Linked DNA regions of Zea mays: region 1 is linked to region 2. A link is a contact called in public Hi-C data. All regions are on one chromosome and are shown on one strand. Each heading gives the region's core, a stretch centred on a gene start, on an enhancer-like site or on the middle of the called end of the contact. The rest is flanking DNA. Distances are from core to core; before and after follow the strand shown. Region 1 holds the start of LOC100304222 (Calmodulin-binding receptor-like cytoplasmic kinase 3). Region 2 overlaps LOC100272722.

The links. Hi-C and Micro-C count contacts between places; a contact is called where the count stands out from the background.
Region 1: a contact with region 2 is called in a Hi-C map of leaf mesophyll, with 3 times the contacts expected there. The contact joins the promoter of LOC100304222 here to the enhancer-like site in region 2. A contact is called at or near these places in 2 of 25 Hi-C or Micro-C datasets (leaf and leaf mesophyll).

What each region holds. Positions count from the first base shown.
Region 1 is chr1:109,467,843-109,472,227 of Zm-B73-REFERENCE-NAM-5.0, reverse strand. LOC100304222 (Calmodulin-binding receptor-like cytoplasmic kinase 3) reads left to right here and starts at 1,876. Exons shown (of 8, transcript NM_001328350.1): 1 at 1,876-2,146; 2 at 2,267-2,588. The coding sequence starts at 2,282.
Region 2 is chr1:108,949,075-108,953,788 of Zm-B73-REFERENCE-NAM-5.0, reverse strand. It overlaps LOC100272722, which reads right to left. Exons shown (of 24, transcript NM_001360107.1): 18 at 4,231-4,302; 19 at 4,037-4,142; 20 at 3,896-3,959; 21 at 3,574-3,702; 22 at 3,355-3,472; 23 at 2,941-3,017; 24 at 2,259-2,852. The coding sequence ends at 2,447. Among protein-coding and RNA genes, the nearest start is that of LOC103644846, 16 kb to the left of the region's middle. Within about 2 kb of position 2,553, at least 19 of the 20 cell types and tissues checked have an H3K27ac peak or open chromatin away from gene starts, as enhancers often do. A contact at or near this core is called in leaf and leaf mesophyll, where this site is marked.

The DNA.
Region 1 (4,385 bases), core at 627-3,126, 520 kb before region 2:
TTATTAACACATGTGTAACCTTATTTACTTAGAGTTTGTTCGTTTCATCCTTAACCCATTTAGATCGGGTGATATTAAGTCGATTTAAATATATATTAAGTCAAAATATATCCTAATACATTTCAATATGAATCCCGTAGAATTAGTGAAGAAGACCTTAAATATATTTTAGGCACTGTCGTAGAATATTCTCCACTCTTCGGTTCAAAATAAAACAACGCATCCGGTGCCTACGCTAGCCCCGCTACATATTCGTCCCTTTTGTTTTTTCAGCTCAGTAGACCTTGCGTGCGGGTTTGTCTCTGTTGTAAACTTTGATTTAGCTGATAATAACATAATCCTATTAATACGGAATGCATATGTCATGCTACTCTATTTTACTATTTTACTTTATAGATTAAGTTATACCTAAATTTCCTACTAAATTCAACATGCGACTCCGTAGAAGGTTAAAAGAAATACTTTGGGCGTCTCTAGCTGCTTATAAAAAATAATAATTGAAAAAAAGTTAAGGTACATATAAACAACATTTTTATGTTAGATGCTACTACCTCCGTTGGTTTGTATATGTCGCTGGTAGTTCAATTTTGAACTGAATAGTGTCATATAAAAAACTCGGAGAGAGTATTTCATAAAGTGCATGGGTACACAAATCTTGCAATAGACATTACGAGAATGTATGCATACAGCCGATACGAATTCTAACGTATTACCTCCCATCCCAAGATAAACATATTATCAGTATTAGATAGCAATTATTGCACATCCTACACATTATCTGGAATCAAATATAAAAAAAAGTCTTAGCGACAATGTATATAATTAATATTCTTACACAGATTTGACCTCTCATATTGATTATATTTTAAACTCTATTTAATCTATAGTATAAGGCCCTGTTTAAATACAATAGTTAGCTGTAGACATTTAAACATATGAGGTAGTAGTTCAGCTATTAGATTTAGCATGAGGCATCTAAATACCACAACTAATAATCTAGCTAACTATTAACTACTTATTTAACTATAAAAAATGGAATTTAATCACTTTCTAGTTATTGAATTCTAAATAATTTATTTTTGGAATTTATTTATTAGAAAAGGTTTCATTTCTAGGTAGGGTGTTAGTTTTTTAGCTAGTTTAACTCAGCTAAATTTAACTAATAATTAGTCACCTATTTGTTAGTCTAGGGGGTGTTTGAACGACAGTCTTGTCTTTATAGATGTGCTTATGAGTACAAGCTTTAGGGCCTGTTTGTTTACCCCCATGGATTATATAATCTGGATTATTTTTGGAGGATTATATAATCTGGATTATATAATCTGGATTATATAATCTGAGTAGTCCTGTTTGTTTACCCAGATTATTTGAGTTGTTAATAGGATTCTTTTGTATGAGGAAGACAAGAATACCCTCTATATTTGTACTAGGTTGAAACTCATATATGAAAAAAAATAATTCAATTGACATTGGCAAATATTGCATTAGCAATATTATCACGGAAGGCATTCATGTCACCTTCTTCATCTCCAAATTGACTAGTACTAGGCGCAAAAACGATTAGGTGGATTATAATGACAATGGTGGGTAATTTCTAGGAAACTTGAAAGGGTAGTGGGGAAGTGGGAAAAAAATAATCTGAAATAAGCACCTCCTCACTTGCTTATGGATTATCATAATCCAAGGGGTTAGATTATATAATCTGGGCAAATAAGCTGGACTGTTTGTTTGCCTCTTAGGATTATTTAATTCAGATTATATAATCTGGGCGGTAAACAAACAGGCCCTTACTGTTTTTTTATTGTAATGGCAAGAGTAGCAAATATCTCATGCCCAAGTTCCCAACTGCCCACTACCTCTCGTTCCCGTCTCCTTCCTCTATTCGTGTTGTCCGTTCGCTGCCGCCGTCGCCTGGTTCGCATCGCATACAGCGCCTCAGTCCAGATCGATCCTCCCTCTTCCCAGATCGGGTCTAGTTGGACGGCAGCAGCCGCCGCCGCGGCATCTGTCATATTCACGCCGCGTGTGCTCTCTCTTTCTGTCTCCCTCTCTATCTGCGACGACTGGGTGTGATACCGCAGCCGCCGCCCTACGCTGGGTTCCCGAGCCTTCGCCGATCTCTTCTCCGGCGAAGAGCGCCCACCAGGTATTTCCACACCCCTTCCCTTCCACGTCCGCTGTGCGAAACTCTAACCTCAAGCTATTTAGCTATTCGATGCCTACCAACTTCTAACTTTTTGCAAACTTTTTTGGATGCCTTTACTAGATCCGCCGCGCATCGATGTCTCCTTTGGCTCTTCTCCAAGCTCTCATCTTCATCCTGTGCTGCTCGCCTCTGGCTTCTGCTTCGTCGTCGGAGCTAACCCTTGCAGGAGCTGCTTGTGGAGATGATCAGCTTGTCATCTTCGATGCTTCTGATGGCCTCCTTAACCTGTCGGTCAATGGGGTTCTGATGCAAGATCGCGTTTTTGCCTGCCAGAAGCTCGGCTTCTACTTTGGCAGTGGATGCCTCCGCTGCAGCAACCTTTCAGATGCGTGGAGGAGTGCCGTAAAGCAGTACTGTGGTGAAGGGAGCGAAAAGAGCCATGGTATGTTGGTTCTTATTTGCTCCTAGTTGCTAAATCAGATAAGGATTGGACAATTGTTGCTGCGCTGTAGGACAATAACAGTTCAAATTGGTGTTCATACCTGCATCAGTTACTTGACTTATTTCATACATCTATCTATATCTATATCTATATACCTAATATTGAAGAGCCAAAATTTCTGCTCATTGTTTTGTCCGTCTTCCCATAACTAATTTCATGAATGTGGAAACTGTCACTGGTATGTGTCTATGGCTCCTGTTTTATTATATGACATAGGCACGACTTGGACACAGATCCTTAAAGTAACTTAAGATAGCTAGAATCCCAATCCAAATAGATCGCTCTGATCCTGAGTAAGCTGAATCCAAGTAGAAAAAGATTGAAGTAGAAAATAGATGAATCTACCTATTAGCGTCTAAATTATGTATGACTTAGACACATGTTCTTAAAAGCTAGGACTTCTAATTTAAATAGATTCATCTGATCCTAAGTAAACTGAATCCTAATCCTAATCCAAATAGAAAAAGATATAGAAGTAAAATTAGGCAAAGTCTTACTCCAATATTTTATGTCCCTTCTATATTTTTTTTGTTTAATGCAAGTAATACCTTTTGTTTCCCGAGCTATCCTAAACTCCGAATCGGTGCAGCACATCGTGTTGGATTCCACGACACGGAAATGAAGCTCCAAAATTATTGGCTTGCAAATCCAGACAATAGTATAAATATATTTGTTCTTTTATCGTCGAGTCTCGGAGCCATGGTACTGTGTCCGTTTCTTTTAATTTCACGCGTTTAGTTTCTGCTTTTTTCCATGATCCATTCAAGGCATTGGTATTGCGTCATTTTTTCACGTATGTTTCCGAACATTGACTCCGTGTCTTTTTAAATCTTTGAACTCTTAAGCCCTATCTAAAAAGAAGAGATATCCACCGCCAAGATGCTATTGCAACTTTAGTTAGAAACAGAATTTATGTTATTGTAACTAGTTCAGCTGTTGGTCTGACTAATCAAACTGTAAACTGGAATCTTATAACTGGTTCGATTTAGTTCTGAAATTTTGACCAGTTTGTTGTCCAATTTGGTATAAATAAATTTGTCTCTAAATTGTATGTATGTATCAATGCAATCCCAGATGAGGATTACCATGTGGAAAATTGAGGGAGGTCTACCATCGTAATCATCAGTGGAAAAACGAGCCCTTGATTATGGGTCCCTGAAGGAAGTCATGGATGATAATTAACTATATCTATGTGTAAATAGTATGAAAATATTTCTATGTTTTGTAATAGAAAAAAATCTATCAAGAATATACTTTACATTTGGTACAGACTTAATAAGGTATTGTCATGTTATTACCAACAATAGCGTATAATGGATGACATGGTCATCACAAAAAAAATTGTAGCTTTTAAATTTTATGGAGGGGTAAAACATAAATAGATACTTCCTCGGTCCGTATCAGATGTTTTAGAATCTCTCATGGAAATCAAAACTGAAGCCAAAAGACCAAAATACCCCTCAAAGAGTAGAGATAGAGATATCTTGGGAAAAAAGATAAATGTGTATTAGGGTTTAGGGAAATGTGAAGTGAGAATTTTGGGATAAAATTTCAATGCTACAAGATCGTCTATTTCTTTTTTCTCGAACTGTGTATTAAGAGAAAAAGGGGGTCCAGTATAGAATTTCGCCCCCTTCCGGACCAAGCAGAGAGGGCTGCCAAAACAAAAACAACTGAGACTAACTAAACAGACAGTATGGGTACAACCTGACCAACACTCAGAAAACCACTAACTAA
Region 2 (4,714 bases), core at 1,304-3,803:
TTAATCTTAGAAGATTATTTAGCTAGGAAACTCTTATGGCTAATAAACTCCGTGAAGGAAAGTTGTATTCAAAAGAGTGTTTTCTAATTCTTGTTTAGAAACTTGCATGTTCATGGCATAACATAAGCATCCATATATATATTATTGCGTGTAAAACATGAAGAAGATTATATAGTAGAAGAAGAAGTTATCCCTCCGACAAAGAACCCTCCTGTGGAGAACAATTTCTACTTTGACATTTGTGGTGCACAAGCAGCTACTCCTACAACACAAGGCAAGCCCGGTGCATTTACCCTTTTCCTTTAATTTTAAAGCTTTATCACCTTAAATGATGCATTAGGTAATAGGAGTTGTGTGATAAACTATTGATGCATTTCCTTCTTTGAGAAATTGGATATCATTCCGTGTACCTGATTTACTCAACAAGTTTATTGATGCTTAGCCTTGCTTAGGAAACAAAAATGTTTTGTTTTAAAAAGGTGATGCTTCACACTGGAATTGGAATGTTTACAACGGAAAACTTATGATGGTGGATCCATCATGGTCGTGATGGATTCGACATCGAACAAGAGTACCTCTAACAGGTAAAGTTTTGGGTTATAAATTATAAGATGAGATTGGGCGAGTGACTTGCACGAGAAGAGTCTCGGTATAGTGTTCTGTCTGAGTCGTTTAAGGACCGAGCCGATGTAGGCTTGATGATCGAGTACCTTTTAACTGGACACATGGCTTGTCATGGGTAAGCTTTCCCTCGGTCGGACCAATACTAAAACAGCTCGCCCACACTAGGCATGGGAGATGGTGAGAGTAGCGTGTACCCTCCGTGGCAAAAGGCTGTATGGTGGAGTAACTGTGCTCTCGGGTAGTGGGAACCTGTTCTGGTCTTGAGAAACCTGGGTGCAAGTTGACATATGCAAGGGTTAATTGCTACATATGTCGTGTGGCCATAGATCCCCAGCTGGGTATTAATCGATTTGGATCGCCGTTACTTCTCGGATATGAAGACTTGGTCACTGACCTACACTGTAGTGACAAGTAAACTCAGGGTCTGATAAAAGATGGCTAGTGTAGGCCAAGTGCTTGATCTAGATTAGGAAAGATCTAGATTCAGGAAACTACTTAACTTGATAAGTAAAAAGAATTCGTAAGGACCAACTTTAGTAAGCTTTGTGCAAACTGAGTCATTGGTTCTTGCTAAACCTTACCTTGACTAAAGGCCAGCATATCTTTGAGAGTCTTTTCTTTGGTCGGGTAAGACTTGCGAAAGTACACTTCGTACTTAGGGTTTTCGAACCCATGTTGTTGTAGGTGAAGAGCCTACAGAATTTGTTGCTTCTGTTCCCATACCAATTATAATAAGATATCACAATTATAATAAATTCTATTGTGCAATCAAATGACATATTAATTCATTAAGTTAATCATACAAGAGTTCTGAGTCGCTCTTGACCATAAACACAGCTAATATATCAGTTTTACACTCTACAAAGATTGCACATCTTTACCCACAAGCTGTGATACCCATCTGCCACGTGGCCATGATTCACATACACCTCTACCGAGAAAGCGAGACAGAGTAGCACTACGAGGCCTTTCCAAAGTTCCACTAGAGAAGAGAACCCGCTGGCGATATAGGAATCCCTCGTCCGAAAAGCTAAAAAGACAATCCGACCCGAGGACCTCCCTACACCTGTACTCCTCCACCTTGCTTGTCCCGATTAACTCACACTAGTTTTTCTAATTACTTAGCCAAGTGCTACCACAAAGGTGGAATGCACATCATCATTTATCTACGAAGTGCTAATCTACGCCATTGTATATCATAGAATTTTTATAGTCTAGAGGACCCATCATGATCAATTCGCCTGAGGGCCTACCGAGGCTGAGGGAATGCAGCATCCAAAGCCGCCCTAAAGGGAATTAAATCCTCTCTTATTCAAATTTAAATAAAAAAATATTTAATCTCTTTAATCCATCTCAATCCACGTCAAACCCAACAAAGCCTAAGCAGGCTGCTAGTGCTTAGGACGAGGGCAGTCGACAGAGCCAAGGGAGAGCGTGGGCCATGGAGCGCCTTTTGGGCTTGTTCGGTTAGGCCAATCCAGAGAGAGATTGGAAGGGTTTAAATCCCCTCTAGTCATCATTGGAGGGGTTTAAATCTCCTCTTAGTCAAAATGACTAGAAGGGGATTTAAATCCTCCCCTCTGGATTGGTGTAACCGAACACACCCTTAGGGGATCTGACAAAAGTCGGAGTGTGATGGTAATGGTGCTGTTGACTGAGCAGGCAGCTGATTGGTAGTGTTCCCATACGATGATCCAACCTTTTTATCAATGCACGGTACCGTTGACTAAGCAGCCACCTGATCCAATGCCCATACGAGTACAATTACAACGCGATTGAGGAAGCCTCCGTTAGGCTTAGGCACAACACAAGCAGGGAATAGTCACGGGTGCTGCTTCCTCTCCCATTTCCCTTCTCTCCTGCCCGTGCCGGCAGCAGTGCCATCCCGCTCCCTCCTCTCCGCAACCTGCCTAGAGGAGGATGACCTGCTGCCTCGCGGCCCATGCGGCCTCACGCCGTCCAGTTCAGGATCTCCGTTGCTGCTAGCGTCCTCGGCCCAAGCGCTGTCCTCGTCGGCAGCGCGCTCGCGAGGCTGCAGAATCGTTGGAAGGTTGGCCCCCGAGAACGTCCTTGACCCGGCGAGCATGACGGTAGGGCCCGGCCCGGCCGGTGCGGGCGCCTGGGCAGAGCCCCCCTCCTGGCCTCGGCTGCTCGAAGACCTCAGGCTCCCCGCCTCCTGCTGTGCTCTGCCTCCACCATCCCTTTCGCGGTACCTCTCCCTGGAGCGGCTGCAGAACGAGCAAGTAAACGCAGCGTGTGAATAGAGCACGGCCAAAGTAATACATACGGTCTCTAACCATACTACACAGACTACACCTGTTGGGATTGGCAGAGAACTCACGCCTTGATGACCGCCCCAACTCGACTTGCTCCAGTTCGCGTTGAAGCTCTCTCTAAAGATGGAAACAGTCACAAAACAATGATACTTTGAGTCACTGAGGACATGGACATACTATGCACGCACAGGTTCCACAAATCATAGCACAAGCAAGAGAATCTGTGCATAATAATAATAATAACAATAACAACAATAAACACATACGTCATAAATAAGAAAGTGACTCAAACTTCCAATGCTGTTTCACAGGAAAAGACACTTGAAATAGCTTTCTAACTAGCGCTACCACTATGTTTCTTTTAGTAATGGATGTACGGAGGATTTATTGCAAAACGGTATATGTTCCAAAACTAACAGATTATGACAATTTGAAAGAATAAATTGCCTTGTACCTGAGTTTGTTTCTCTTTTTCCAAATCAATGTTGAATTGCAGTTCCCTAGACTTTGCACGCTCAATATCCAGTTGACGCTGCCTTTCTACTTCACGTTCCATCTCGAGAGCTCTTTCCCTACAAAGACATACAAACAAAAGAAATAGGGATAAACAACTCTATTGTCTCTCTTTTTTTTCTCGAATACGCTGTGTATCATTATATTAAGAAGGAGAAACCTGTCGAGCTCTTGCATAAGCTCCGTTTCCCTGGAGCGTGTCTCTTCTAGGTACTTTTCACGGGCATGTCTTAGAAGCAGCTTCTTTTGTCTGCGCGCTGTAATTTCCTCTTTCAGCCTAGACCTTTCCCTGTCAAATTACAACATACCAAATGAATATTAACAGTTCAATATGCTTCTAAAATCTAAAGTAAACTGTTTTGATAACATGGATATCTTGGATCGACATAGCAGTCAATACAACAGCAAACTTGCTACTGTAAGAATTTCGTAAAAAAATGAACAACGGTAAATTTGAAGGACCGTGCAATAGGTAAACTTACAGGGACCGAATATTTTCCCGGATTTGCTGGAGCCGTTTATTAACCTCACTACCATCACGGTCATCTGTAAACAAAATTGCATAAGACATGTAAATAGCAATATGTAGCATTAACGAGAACCCTGCATGTAATTGAGCTTACATGATGGCATGGCAAGCACCATCGTATCATTGGTATGCTCAACAAAGTTAGGAACTGACTTCTCTTTTTCAATAAGCTCCAATTCAATCTCAGCTTCTTCAAGTTCCTTGGTGACAAATTTAATCAAGTGTTAGGACTCTGAATAAGATATCCAAAACATGATGCCAGAAAGGAAAGGCTGTTGCACTGCTCACCTCATGTTCTTGTGCAGATCTGGCTGCGAAGAACTCAAAGTATGCTTCAATAGAACTCAAAGAGGACATCACCTATCAAGATGAGTATAGCAAATTTATATAGATCAGTACTAATTAAAGCATAAAATTAGCACCATATGACTTCAGTAACTTTCTTTTTTTCCTGGAACGATACAGGAGAGCTGCATTGCCATTTCATTAAGCATACAAGAAAAAATATCAATTTGAACAAAGATACAAGCATGTCAGTGTTTCCTTATGCTAGAAAGAATTTTCTTTAAAGAAAGATGAACAAAAAGTTCCAAACACTAACAATTGTGGGGGCACACTTAGTCTAAGTGCAGTTATTACAAAGATTGAAACTGTCAGCAAAATATAAAATGAGTCTTATATGCAGGCACGATCAACAATGAGAATATAAATCAAGTAATGAACTGAAACAGATAACCGTGCAATAAAGTAGAAATAGAAGCGACAATACAGA